Regions from separate parts of the Oryctolagus cuniculus genome. Here region 1 is linked to region 2. A link is a contact called in public Hi-C data. All regions are on one chromosome and are shown on one strand. The core of a region is the stretch at or near the end of the contact, and the rest is flanking DNA. Distances in the headings are between cores, read along the strand shown. Region 1 overlaps LCOR (ligand dependent nuclear receptor corepressor). Region 2 overlaps SLIT1 (slit guidance ligand 1).

Region 1 (7,008 bases), core at 31-2,530, 100 kb before region 2:
GGAGACACCCTAGATAATGTGAATTGTCAGGTGTATATTTTTTGTTGTGTTATATTAAAAGTGGCAATCCTTTCTATAGGCACCTGGAACATTTGGTCTGAGAGAGACAAGAATTTGGAAATAGAAGTTATTCACTGGTTGAGGCTTGCATTTTGAGACTGGTTTAAGAGTCTCCCCCAAAGGGGCCAGTGCCGTGGCGTAGCGGTTAAAGCCGGCGCCTGCAGTGTCAACATCCCCTATGGGTGCCAGTTCAAGTCCTGGCTGCTCCACTTCCAGTCCAGCTCTCTGCTGTGGCCTGGGAAAGCTGAAGATGGCTGAAGTCCTTGGGCCCCTGCACCTGCATGGGAGACCCAGAAGAAGCTCCTGGTTTCTGGCTTTGGATTGGAGCTGCCCTGACCATTGCAGTCATCTGGGGAGTGAACCAGCGGATGGAAGACCTCTTCCTTCCTCCCCCCTCCCCTCCCCTCCCCTCCCCTCCCCTCCCCTCCCCTCCCCCCTCTAACTTTGCCTTTCAAATTAAATAAATAAATTTTTAAAAATTCTCCCCAAAAGGAAATATATGGAGAATATGATAATAACCAGTAGGTGGCAGCATAGAGCATAATATTGGAATTGAGTTTGAGGTTGGGCTGTGGAAAAGCTGTTAGAAATAGTGCTCTGGGAAAGAGCTGGAAGTTACACTTTTTTTTTTCTTTTTTTAAGATTTAAAGTATTTATTAGAGTCAAAAGCCTCCAGCCAGAGCAGCATGGAGGGAGGTTTCCAAGAGAGAAATAAATCCAAAGGGACTGTTGTTTATTATTATTATTAATTGTATTTTCAGTGAATACTAAAGCTGTTAAAATAAAAATATGTAGGTAAAATTATGAAGTGACCTCGCCTCTGTCGGAAAACGAACAGGGATTCATCTAGATCAGTAGTTCCCTCTCATCCTTGGGGGATATGTTCTAAGGACCTTTTCACTTAAAAGAAGTGCTTTATGGATTCTCTTTGGCATATGCCAATGGCCTGCATCAAAACTGGCACTTTTGGACCATTATTAAGTACAATAAAGGGTTACTTGAACCCGAACTTGACTCTATTATGATAGTCAATCTGATAACAGAGGCTACTCAGTAACCAAGAGATAGGTGGTGTAATACAGCTTGGATGCACTCGACTAAAGGATGAGTCATCCCAGGCAGGATGGTCCAAGATACCATCGTGCAACTCAGAATAACACACAGCTTAAAACTTAGGACACTGCTCACTAGTGTCAATGTCAGTGCTTCTAGGCTCCCTCAGTTGTCTAAGCTAGGAAATATGTATGCCTACTAAATTACACATCTGTATCCACTAAAAACCACATTATAGGACTTATGACTGCATCAGGCTGATAGTATGGAAGAGCTGATCTGAACTAGAGAGAGGGTACTGGAGAGATGAGAAGGATAAGAAATCACTTGTAGGATTTAATATTTTTTAAAAGTAGACTAGTTTCAAGCTATGAATCTGTTCTTGTACGTAACTGAAATAAGGGAAAATAGCTCTTCTAGACTACCAATAGCAAGAATGTTTTGTTAACTAAGGATGATGAGAGGTCAGATTGTTTTACCAAAATAAAAAATTAGCTTATGCTCTTGAGTTTATTATAAGACTTTAGTAGTTTAAATATTTGACTGATATCTTAGAAGAATATTTTGAGGAAGTTAGAAGTTGAGTTGTAATTTTTAAAGAATACATACTTCTAGAGAGGCACCCCCTGGGTGGAGCAGAGCATTTCTTTGTGGAAGTAGTGAGTGATCCGGCTGGAACTAGATTATAGATATCCTTCAGTGCCCAGCTAAGTCAGAAGTCATGTAACTAGATCCTTTTCATGTTTCTCTTTACTCCGTAATATTGTGTTTGCACTGAATATTTCATAACTTCTTCTGATTCATGAATATGTAACATTATGCTTTTTAAAAAAAATTTATTTGAAAGGCAAGAAAAGGAGGTCATGCTCTCCATTTCTCTGGTTCACACACACCTCAAATGCCTGCTGTGGCCCTTTGCCGCAGCTGAAGTTGGGAGCTGGGAGCTCAGTCACGTGAGCCGTCCCTGCTGCTTCCCAGAGTGTGCAGCAGCAGGAAGCTGGAGTCAGGAGCAGAGCTCGATGCTGAACCTCAGTGCTCTGATAGAGAGCGCCTGTATCTTAATCATGTCTTAACCACTGGACCAAATGCTCGCTATGTAACATTGTAATTTTTATTTTTTAAGTTAAATCTTTTAAATTTTAAAAATTTATTTATTTTTATTTATTTGAAAAACAGAGACAGATATTTTCCATTTCCGGGCCCAATCCACAAATGCCTACAACAGCCACCTTTTACTGTTGTGAATAATGCCATCGTGAACATAGGTATACAGAATCTCCTTGAGACCCTGCTTCCAGGGTGTGTACCTAGACATGATACATGGTAATTATATTTCTAAGTTTTTGAGGAAGTGCCAAATTCATCCACAATGACCATACCATTTTATATTCTTACTGACAGTAGAAAAGGTTTTGACGTTCTCCACATTCTTGTCCATGTTTGTTATTTTCTATGTGTTTTGAGTTTTTGTTTCTTCTTTTTTGGTAGGCATCCTACTGGGTGTGAGTTGGTATTTGCATTTTTCTAGTGGAAAGTGGTGTTGAATATTAATACCTTAACAGATGTGATTTGCACATATTCGCTCCCATTTTGTAAGTTACCTTTTCATTCTGTTGTTTTAAGTTTTTAGTTTTAGATTTAGTTTTTAAATTTTAATGTAGTTCAATTAGCATATTTTTACTTTCATTGTTTATTCTTTTAGTGTCATATTCAAAATAATCACCAAATCTAATGTCATGAAGCTTTTCCCCAAGTTTTCTTCTGAGAAGTTTATAGTTTTATTTTTTGCATTTAGGTCTTTGGTTGCTTTTGAGTTAGTTTTTATATATGAAATGTAAGGTAAGTGGCCTGTGTTTACCTGTGAATATACTTCCTAGCGGCACACCGGGTTCTAGTCCCGGTCGGGGTGCCGGATTCTGTCCCGGTTGCCCCTCTTCCAGGCCAGCTCTCTGCTGTGGCCAGGGAGTGCCGTGGAGGATGGCCCAAGTGCTTGGGCCCTGCACCCCATGGGAGACCAGGATAAGTACCTGGCTCCTGCCATCGGGTCAGCGTGGTGCGCCGGCCGCAGCACGCCAGCCGCGGTGGCCATTGGAGGGTGAACCAATGGCAAAGGAAGACCTTTCTCTCTCTCTGTCTCTCTCTCTCACTGTCCACTCTGCCTGTCAAAAAAAAAAAAAAAAAAAAAAAATCTTTTCCCTCATTGGATTGTATTGAAAAATCATCTGACTCCTGGCTCCTAGCTTTGGCCTGGCCCAGCCCCAGCTGTGTGGCCACTGGGAAGTGAATCAGTGGATGGAAGATCTCTCTCTCTAACTCTGCTTTTCAAATAAATAAATAAATCTTATTTTTTTTTTAATGTAAAAAGCACAATGATTGAAGAGGTTTTTTAAAAAAAGAAAATTGAGGGTCGTACAAACATTGAATTTTCAGCAAATAGGAAACCCTTGCAGGATAGATGTGGCACAGGAGCACCCACATCTCTGCTGGTTTGAGTCCTGGCTACTCCACTACTTGATGGCTCAAGGCTTTGGGCCTCTGCTACCCACATATGAGACCTGTATTGCATTCCAGGCTCCTGGCTTCAGCTTGGTTCAGCTGGGAGCTTTTGGGGAGGGAACTAGCGAATGGAAGATCTCTCTCTCTCACTGGCTGTCACTTTGCCTTTCAAGTAAATGAAAATAAATAAACAAAACACACACATACACACACACACACACAGAGATATACACATACAAAGAAACTCTTGCTATTGACAGTATGGATAGCTTGCATTTGTCTTCTAATATTAGATAGCTGTACCTATATAAGGGAGTAAAACTGTTAACTGCAAATACTGATTATAGATACTGACAAATTAACAAATGTAAAGGTAATAGCAGTCATTTCCAATGTACCCTTTAGATTGGTTTTGTATGATCAATAATAGCAATTAGATAAGCCAATAAAAATCATTCTTGGTAGGTATGTCGTACATTTTGAAAAGCAAAGCAAACTTTCAGTGTGTGTTCAGACTTCATTGTTTTCCTGTTCATTAACTTGATAACTTGACAAAACTGAAAATAGTATCAGCATATAGCAAAAATTGCATTAAGCATAATTAACGCTTTGTTTATGGAGAAAGCAGTAATTTAAGTGAAGTAAGGTTTCTTTTTAGATAATTGACCTTAAAGCATGTGAGCATTCAAAATGGTAGAGCCATTTCCCCTAAAACTTGCTGGCATTTACAGTAATAAGATGCAGGAAAATGGCATTTAAGTTACTGAGTTGCATCACATCAGCTCCTTTTAGCTCGTTGCTTGAAAAGTCAGTAAGCCATTAGGTAGTGGACATGGCTGTGGCTGTAAGTCCATGACCTGTTCTAGAGGTCTGAGAAGGCTCTTCTAACATAATTATAAAACTTGCCTATGTACACAGGCTTTAATGGTATGCATTCAAAACAATATTATCCAAATTTAGACAATCCAAGCACAAAGTGGCCTTTTAAACAGGAGGGACTTTAAACTGTTTCCCCTTCAGTCTTGTGTCATACGTTTGAAAACTATTTCATCTTGCTCCCTTCCCAAGTGAAATTTAGCATTTGGTCTTCTGTTTCCTTTCCTGAGATCTCACTTCTTAAAGAGCAAGTACGCAACTGTGTAAGTGTCCTCCAGTCATCCCACCCAGAACATCTGAACTCATAAGGGGACAAGTGTTAGTTACAAAAGAAACTTTAAGACATATTAATCTTTATTGCTTAAAATTTAACTTTACTGACTGTTGATTGCCCTAAGGACTAACTTCTACACTGACATAAATCTGTTACTTTATTTATTCAGTGTTGTATATCTCAAAGACCAAGGGACATACTTTATTATAGGTCTTCTGTCAGGGGTCAGCAAATTATGGCTTCTCACTAAATCTTCCCCACAGCCTGTTTATGTAATACCGTCAAGCTAAAGAATTGTATAAAAAGGACAGTTTGCCACAGCAACTGTGTATGGCCTGAAGAAACCAAAATATTTACTATTTGGCCCTTCACAGAAAATTTGTTACTGTTTTTATCATCTTTACCACGTCCTCGAAATATTAACAGAAGCCTAAAGGTTGTTAACTTCCATATCCTATGTATTTCTTTGCTCTTTATCTTCAAATTGTAGATCAGCAACCTGTAACAAAAATATGAATTAGTGATAGGGCAGCTGGGATTATGAATTAGAGGGTGGCGGGCACTAAAGGGATCTGGCTTATGGCATGAAAGTAGGACTTTGCATTTATCCATCCTAATTTTCTTTCTTAAATTTTGTTTTGGAATAATTTCACACTTGCAAAAAAGTTGCAAGAATACTAAAAATTTCTAAATCCTGCACCTAGATTCACTAATTGTTCACATTTTGCCACATTTACCTTACTATTCATTCTTGTTCTTTTTCATGGTTACTATGAACAGTGCACATATTTTCTTGAGCCTTGTAAGAAGTTACAGACACTGTATCACTCATACTTCTTTACTGATATTTCAGTATTTCTCTATTTCTTTTTTTTTTTAAAGTTTTTAATTTTTTTTCATTTCTTTATGGTGAAAATATTTTTTTAAACTTTTATTTAGTAAATGTAAATTTCCAAAGCACAGCTTATGGATTACAATGGCTTTTTCCCCCCCATAACTTCCCTCCCACCCGCACCCCTCCCATCTCCCGATCCCTCTCCCATTCCATTCACATCTAGATTCATTTTCAATTCTCTTTATATACAGAAGATCAATTTAGTATATATTAAGTAAAGATTTCATCTGTTTGCACCCACACAGAACATAAAGAGTAAAATACTGTTTGAGTACTAGTTATAGCATTAATTCACACATTGAACAACACATTAAGGACAGAGATCCTACACGAGGAGTAAGTACACAGTGACTCCTGTTGTTGACTTAACAATTTGACATGAGAGTATTTTAGGCATGGAAAGCCAAGACACTCTGGCCAAAAAAAAAAAAAAAAAGAGGACCTAAATAAAAGATCTCTGCCAGTGAGTGAATCCCAGTAGAAAGAACGGGCCATCAAAGAAGGAGGTACCGTCCTCTGATGGGAGGAGAGAACTTCCACTTTGACTATGACCTTGTCTAAATAAGATCGAAGTTGGCATACTCAGAAGGCTTCCATAGCCTTTGCAACTCATGACTAGAGCCTAGGGAGATTACTGACGCCATAAACAAGAGTGTCAAATTGTTAAGTCAGTTTGTTTTTTTTTGTTTGTTTGTTTCTTTTTTGTTGTTTGTTTGTTTGTGTTTTTTTTTGACAGGCAGAGTGGACAGTGAGAGAGAGAGAGAGAGAGAGAAAGGTCTTCCTTTGCCGTTGGTTCACCCTCCAATGGCCGCCGCGGCCGGCGCGCTGCAGCCGGCGCACCGCGCTGATCCGATGGCAGGAGCCAGGAGCCAGGTGCTTTTCCTGGTCTCCCATGGGGTGCAGGGCCCAAGCACCTGGGCCATCCTCCACTGCACTCCCTGGCCACAGCAGAGAGCTGGCCTGGAAGAGGGGCAACCGGGACAGAATCCGGCGCCCCGACCAGGACTAGAACCCGGTGTGCCGGCGCCGCTAGGCGGAGGATTAGCCTAGTGAGCCGCTGCGCCAGCCTGTTAAGTCAGTTTTATTTTTATTTATTTGAGAGTTACTTACAGAGGGAAGGAAGTCTTCCATCTGCTGTTTCACTTCCCAAATGACCACAACAGCTGGAGCTGAGCCTATCTGAAGCTAGAAGCCAGGTGCTTCTTCCTGGTCTTCCATGCAGGTGCAGGGGCTCAAGGACTTGGGCCATCTTCTGCTGCTTTCCCTGGTGCATTAGCAGGGAGCTGGATCAAAAGTGGAGCAGCCAGGACTTGAACTGTGCCCATATTGGATGCCAGCACTGCAGGCCGGGGCT
Region 2 (7,352 bases), core at 4,647-7,146:
GTTTTTTAATCAAACAAAGCACATGGGAGTGCATTCGCATTGTGAGCCCCTTTCGAACACTGCATACAAAGCAAGGTCTGGGCCCCACGCCGCACTGGAAATGCACGCAGTGCCACAGAGCTGCACACTGCACACAGGCTCACTTCATATTTCACAACTTTTTCTAAGAGGGCATTGCTAGGTTACCAGCGGGGTGCGAATGGTATAACTCGTGCTGTGATTTGAGTATTCGTCCCTCAGACTCAGGAACGTAGTCCTCAGTCTTCAGCTCATGGTACCAAGAGGGGGGACAGTGCTCGGAGGCAGGGCCTTCGGGAGGTGAGGGTTGGGTCCTTGGGGTGGGGCCCTCAGCACGGCCTCCTGGTGGCTTAAAAGAGACAGGGACTGCTGTGCCCCCTGCTCCTGGCCACTTGCTGCTCTGTGCACACCATCACTCAGCCAGCAGGGACACCATCCCCAGACACCGAGGCAGTGGGGCCCATGCGGGCTTGGGCTGTGAACTCCAGAACCATGATCCAAAGCAAACCTCTTCCCTTTACAAAGCCTCAAGTTATTTCCTAAGAGTGGCGAAAAGCAGACCACACAGCTCTGAGGGAGGGGAACTGGGCGATGCCTATCGAACTACAAATGCAGCTGCCTTGGCATCCAGTGATTGGTTTCTGGGAGTGGATCTCAGATACACCTGTCTGAGCACATAAAGGCACCGGTGCCATAAGGGGCATTGGTTCAAGTCCTGGCTGCTCCATTTCCAATCCAGTTCCCTGCTAATGTGCCTGGGAAAGCAGTGGAATATGGTTCAAATGTTTGGGTCCATGCACCCACATGGGAGACCCAGATGAAGCTCCTGGCTCCTGGCTTTGACCTGGCCCAGCCCTGGCTATTGTAGTCATCTGGGGAGTGAACCAGTAGATAGAAGATCTCTCTCTCTCTCAATCTCTCCCTCTCAATCTCTCTCTCTCTCTCTCTCTCTCTGTGTGTGTGTGTGTGTAATTATCACTTTAAAATAAATTTAAAAAATTTTTAAAGAGCAGATTTGGTCAGGGGGCTCTGTCCTTGTGGATGGGTTCACGGTATTGAGGGGGTTGTGACCTCCATGGGAGGTCTGAGCGTCTCTGTAGAACAGGTACCCAGCTGCAGGACTCAGGTGGCAGGGCAAGTGCATGTGAAGTGTGCAGGGCTGCCCCAGGGAGGCCGCCCTGACTTGCCCTGGCCAGCACTCTGCCCTCGGCACCCACACCAGACGCCACCAACCCTTGCATCGTTGGCTTGGCAAGTTCAGAATTTTCACTAAACCACAGCAACAGAAACGGAGATGGGCAAGATGCGAATTTTGGGGAAGAATGGGGACAAGGTCTTCAACTGATTCAGGAAAATAGAAAAATCAGTGCCTCGTGCCTAGAGTTCAGCAGTCTCGTCGTTACTTTGCAAACAAGGCTGCGTGGTGTGAACGTGAACGGGCATGAGTGTTAAGCAGCCAGTGGACGCACTGCGCTTCCCATCTGTCGTGGGCAGTGCAGAGGCGGGGGTTCTCATGCGGGGCGCACGGCCTGCTGAAAGCTGCAGCAGCTCTGAACAGGAATTCTCCCAAAGCAGCCCGGCTGCCTCCGCACAACCTTACACACCAGGCCGCGCAAGACGCAGACTCTGGCCCCACGCAGCTGCTCTCCGCTCGCCCCGAGAGCCTTGAACGGCTCGCTGAACACTCCTGTGACTGGATAAGACCCTTCGCTCTAGAGAGGGGAGAAAGACAGCATGTACAACCTAGGATGGGCGCCCAGGGAATAACGCAGCCCGGGAAAGAGAGCAGGCTCAACCTCGGCCTGGACTGAATTCTCTCTCCTCACTGCTGACAGCCTCCATCCTGGCTCAGGGACGGGCTGGGCCCCTCCCCCTTTCGTTGGGCAGGACCAGGACCCCACAGAGAAGGTCAAATGCTTTGATTGTGTTGAAGCTCTAGTGTGTTAAATAAAAAACAAAGGCTTTTAAACTGAGCAGAAATACAAAAATTGTGGCATATTTAAAACATTTGCATTCATCAGATAAATATTTTGTATATCAATAACAAGTGCAATATAACATGATCCTGTTATTCAAAAGACGAATACAGAATTTAGTCTAAATATATTTTTATAGTGCACTACAAGGAGTGCGGCCCGGTCATTTATTAGGAACGGTTTCTCCTTTCAGTCCTGTAACTCAATAGGAAAAAATGGCAGAAAGACTAACTCGGAAGCCACGGCAAACACAGCTGGGGGGTATGGATGGGGGGTCCTCGGCTCATCTTAGGATCTCACGATCCCCACACTGATGCCAGTCCAGCCCCACACGTGGCAGCGAAGCGCACTGCAGTTCTAAGTGTCCCTTCCCAACTCTTCATCATAACACGTAAGGGGTAAAGGCCCATAAAGAGCTATCCAGACATAAACCTGGCTGAAGCCACACTCGACTTTCTTGTTTCCGTATCGAGCAGGTGCTGAGCTGGCCCTGAGTCCACCATTTCGAGCTCTAATGGCTGCAAAGACTCGATTTCCGCAGCTGAGAACCATCCTCCCCTCCCGGCAGTGTCTGTAGTTCCCTTTCCCAAGGAGAACCGCCGTGAACTCAGTGGGGAATGGCGAGCCACAGGCCCAGCAGAGGCCTCGTGGGCAGGGGCCAGGCCACTCATCAAACTAAGAGGACCATGGATTCATTCGGGTGTGCACCCCCATAAAAGTACAAATAACCTTGTGTTGTTGATTTTTGGCATGAGTTGGGAATGGCCGAAACAGTAGCCACATCTGCTCATGCCAAGGCCCTGCTGGGCTTCTATTTATGTAACCCGCCCTGAAATAGCCTTCTCGTGGCTGTGTCGGGGTCACCAACTTTGGAGGTCAGCATGCACCGAACTCTCGGAATCTCCTTTACCAGCACACCCTGTCCGGGCCCATCCTAGTCCCAGGCTATTTGTGTGCAACACCATCTCCTCCGCCAAGACTCGAATTGTAGTAGAGGCGGCTCCCCGTGGGCAGGGGCCACAAGCCCTGGGCTGTGCCGGGGGGAGACCAGCAGGCAGCAGTAAATGCTGGACGAATGCCTGCCTGAGTGCCCAAGAAAGGCACAAAACTCAGTGCAAAGGGAATCCAGGAGGAAAGGGATCATCTCTCATCCTGTAAGTGGAACTAATTAAATTATAGTGAACTCCCTTGTGATTCCTGAGTACATATTTGTACATCATTAAAACCAGAGTGTATCATTTTCTTATTCTGCATCTTCACCAAATAATAAATTACAGTGTCATAATAGTCATCAGTATTAATTACTTGCTATTCCATCCTGTGGGAATGGCACAATTTACTTACTCGTTTCATATTTACTTTTCACACCTGCTTCTTAATGAATTTGGAAAGCTAACTTTCCAGTGCAACACCAGTGCTAAACTGGAACGATGAAGAATGACAGTGGGGAGCTTTGGCACAGGATCTGGCACACAGTCGGTATTCCCGGATGCATGGATGGCTGGATGCGTGAACAGATTTTATGGATGGTTCGATGGATGGAAGGAAGGAAGGATGGACAGATGGAGGAAGGGAGGGATGGATGAATGGATGGGTGGATGGATGGTGGGGCAGATGGACAGATAGATGAAAGATGGGCTAACTGTAAAGTAAACATGAAAATAGACAACAGCAGAGAGCCGCGAGGGGATTGAAGCCCCTGGCAGTGAAGAGCTCATAATCACTATGTCATGTTCAAACTCTAAGGGACCTTAGAAATTGTCTTTTTCACAGGTGAGAGAAGAGGTCTAGGGAGAATATATTACCTGAGATCCCACTGCAAATTGATGGTGGGACAAGGATCTAAAGCCCTGAGTCTTGATTCTTAGTGCAGGGGTTGAAATGTGGTGATCTCAGCTTCCACCACACCCTTGCCCCACAGACCCCTCGTCCACACTGCCAGCGGGCAAGAGAGGCCCTGGCCAGCGTCACAGCGGGCAAGAGGGCCGCACAGGCACACGGCACATGGCATAGGCACATGGCATAGGCACATGGCACACAGCACTGTGGGGACCCGGAAACCGGAGGATGACTCTCGGCTGACCTTGACTCCTTAGGGAACCTTGGGCCCATTCTTCCCTATGAAGTGCCTGTGGCCAGAGTGAGTGCAGCGAGTCCATGCCACTCTTTTATATCCCTTGACTCCTTCCAAGTGTTTAAGAGATCCTACAAGCAGCAGCAGCTCTGGAGTGCAGCACATGGATGCACGAGTGCACATGCGTGTACACGCCCTGTCGCCTGCGCACATGCACACACACCCTACTGCAGTGCGGACACACTGTCCAGGCCACAGCCAATTTCCACCCCACACCCAGTGCGGTAACAGCAGCGCCGATCCACAGAATGGCTTCATAACAGTGGTCGGTTTCTTTCTCATGGGTGCTGTTTGGTAGAGAAATGGGGCCCAGCTGCAATTAACAGGCACTTCTAATTGCTAATGAGGGGACCTAGCTCTGTAACCACTGCTAACCGCATCTTTCCTTACTGGTTTACTTCTTGTCAGTTGGGTCTGGCCTCAGGCCCGAGGTCACTTTCTCCTAGAGAAAGTCTGAATGTACAGGTAAGTGTAGACGCCACACTTGGTTTTGAAGCTTCAGTTATTGTTTGAAATGCATTGTTTTTCACTTCCCCTCGAAAAACAGCGCCCCTAGATTTTGAGCACACACTCACGTGGTACTCGCGTGGCACTTGCATGGTACTCGCGTGGTACCCACTTCCCAAGGGGAAGGAGGGCGGGGGCCAGCCGCACGTTAAATCCCAGGCGTGAGTGCTGCCATGAGGGGGTCTCCGAGGTGAGACAGGTGACCCAGATGCTTGAAAGGGCCTGGCGGGGAAGGTGCAGAGTCCAGGCAGATACCTGGCTGACACCCGGCTATGCAGGGAGCCTGAGCGGTCCCGACAGCAGCGGCCCGAGCACCCCACAGAAACAAGCTCTCTAGAGAGCATCTGCAGTCCAGGTCCTCAGAATTCCTAGAGGCTAATAGCCACAGAAATGAGCTCGCAACACCCTAAGTTACCAGGCACAGGTGCAAACGAGCTCCTGCGACTTCCAGTCAGCGGGAAGAGACAACAGTGGCCCTGCCTGGCCTGCGGCTGGAGTCACCCTCTCCAGCCAGACTCACTCCTGCCTCCCACCCCATCGGCCTCCATATGACACCCCTGGTTGTCCACAACTCTCCTTTCAAAGCTCCCTGCTGTCCACAAAATCAAGTCCAAACTCCTTAGCGTGACACAAGGCCCTTCCCAACAGGACTCCAAAGTCCCTCTCCAGTCTCATCTCTTCCCACTCCACATTTTCTTCCCCTAATACCCTTTGTCCTGGGCTGGATGACACAGCACCCCAAGGCATGCCCTTGGCTTCCTGCCTCTGTGCCTTCACACATGCTGTTCCTTCTTCCTGGAATGCCCTTCCCTCCTCTGCAAGTAGATTGTGCCACCTCTGTGGAGCAAGGGCACCTCCTCGGAGTCAGTCTCCACTTCCTTCCAGCTGCCTTGATAACATCCCCAGTAGCCACAGAGGCCGGAAGTAAATTCTAGTAAATTCTTCTGCACTTGACTCACTCTGTCACCCAGGAGGTCACTGAGAACAGAACAAACAGCAAGCTTTGGAATCAGACACGCCTAGTTTAAATCCTGCCCCTCATACCCTAGCTTTATGGCCTAGAGAAGTTGCTTAACTGTTCAGAATCTGAAACTGGAAAGTGGAAACAATAAATCCTGCCACCTAGGACAGCCCCTACCCCTCCCATACCCATGGCAGACATTGCTAATCGATCACCACACTCGTCCCACGGAGTCCAGACTGGCCCTGGAATCTTCAGTACTGTGCTTGGGGCACTTCCTGCCAATCGGAGGGAGCTGATGCATCGCACAAAACTCACCTCCTGGATCAGTCACAGAGTAAGTGAGTCACCCAGATAAAGTCCACAGCATGGCATTTGACCGGAACAGATCTTCCAAGAGCAACACCCACTGTTTTATTTCCTCAAGCCTGAGATTGTTAGATGCACCACTTATGTAACAGGCATTGGGAGGGGCGGAGAAACATCTCCATATTAAATATGCACATCATTTTAAGATACGTTCTGATTTTAGAGATTAACACATGGAAGGGTGGGCATTTGGTGCAATTTAGTTACTGCCTGGGACACCCACGTCCCACATCAGAGAGCCTGGCTTGAGTCCGGGCTCCTCTGCTTCAGATACAGCTTCTTGCTAATGCACACCCTGGAGGCAGCAGGTGACAGCTCCAGTATTTTGGTTCCTGTCACCCACGTGGGAAATCCAGATGGAGTTCTGAGCTCCCAGCCCTGGCTGTTGCAGGCATTTGGGAAGTGAATCAGTGGATGTCAGACCTGTCTCTCCATCTCTCTCTCTCTCTCTCTGTCTCCCCTCTTTCTCTGTAACTCTTTCAAATGCATAAATAAATCTAAATAAATAACACTTCGTTGAACACTGCAGTACGAGCAGCTGTTTGAGTCCCTGTTCTCAGTTCTTTTTAGCAAGCTCAGGAGTGGAACTGCTGGGTCCTGTGTTAATTCTAGGTTGAGCGCTTTGGTGAATCAAGTCTCCGGCTTTCAAAGAATCCTCACGGCACTACCAGCTAAACAGTCTGGGGAGCAAGCCTGCATCAGCTACACCACCTCTCAGAGGAAGTAAATTTCTGGAGCTTGTCCCTCTCTGGGCACAGGCAGGCACAGGTTACTGGCGTGGCACGTGGGTCCGGAGCCTGCCTCCCACCATCTATCAGGTCTAGGACTTGAGGCCAGCTCCTCTCTTCCTCTGGGCCTGTCCCTGGCGTGCAAAACGAGATGACAGCAGCCATGGTGGAGGCTTCCTTGGAGCACTCATTAGCTAAAGGAGGCAGGGTGTTTAGCAATCAATAAATGGCCACTGCCACTTTATACTGTGGTGACAAGCCATCCTCCTCCGCCACTGCCAAGTCCGGTGGCCCGCCAGAGTGCACGTGGGGAGTCCACCAGTTTACTCTCGGGATGGGGCAACCAAAGCTCTGACACCCTGAGGAGGAGGGTCTTCCTTGCAGCCCAAGTGCTGGTCAAGGGCAGAGAGGCCGGGGCTACTCACAGGTGAGACAGGGAGGTCACGTCCGTGAAGGTGCCCTCTTGGAGGGTGGCGACGTCGTTGCCGTGGAGGGACCTGAGGGAGAAGGGGCTGCTGGGACTTGGTCCAGGGATGGGTGACGTGGTGAGGGCAGGCCCAGCCCTCTGCAGGATGGGGGCCTGCCTTGCCAGTCCCTCCTCTGGCTACCAGTGCCGTGGGGAGGTGGCGCAGCTCAGGGCCCCTAGGCTGCTGGCCACA

What was found. Hi-C and Micro-C count contacts between places; a contact is called where the count stands out from the background.
Region 1: a Hi-C map of embryonic fibroblasts shows a contact between it and region 2, with 4 times the contacts expected there. The contact joins two enhancer-like sites. A contact is called at or near these places in 2 of 6 Hi-C or Micro-C datasets (embryonic fibroblasts and psoas muscle).

What each region holds. Positions count from the first base shown.
Region 1 is chr15:32,852,518-32,859,525 of mOryCun1.1, reverse strand. All of the region lies in intron 4 of LCOR (ligand dependent nuclear receptor corepressor), which reads left to right. Among named protein-coding and RNA genes, the nearest start is that of LCOR, 56 kb to the left of the region's middle. Within about 2 kb of position 1,280, at least 1 of the 8 cell types and tissues checked has an H3K27ac peak or open chromatin away from gene starts, as enhancers often do.
Region 2 is chr15:32,754,930-32,762,281 of mOryCun1.1, reverse strand. SLIT1 (slit guidance ligand 1) reads right to left here. Exons shown (of 37, transcript XM_051823458.2): 25 at 7,119-7,190. Among named protein-coding and RNA genes, the nearest start is that of SLIT1, 140 kb to the right of the region's middle. Within about 2 kb of position 5,896, at least 1 of the 8 cell types and tissues checked has an H3K27ac peak or open chromatin away from gene starts, as enhancers often do.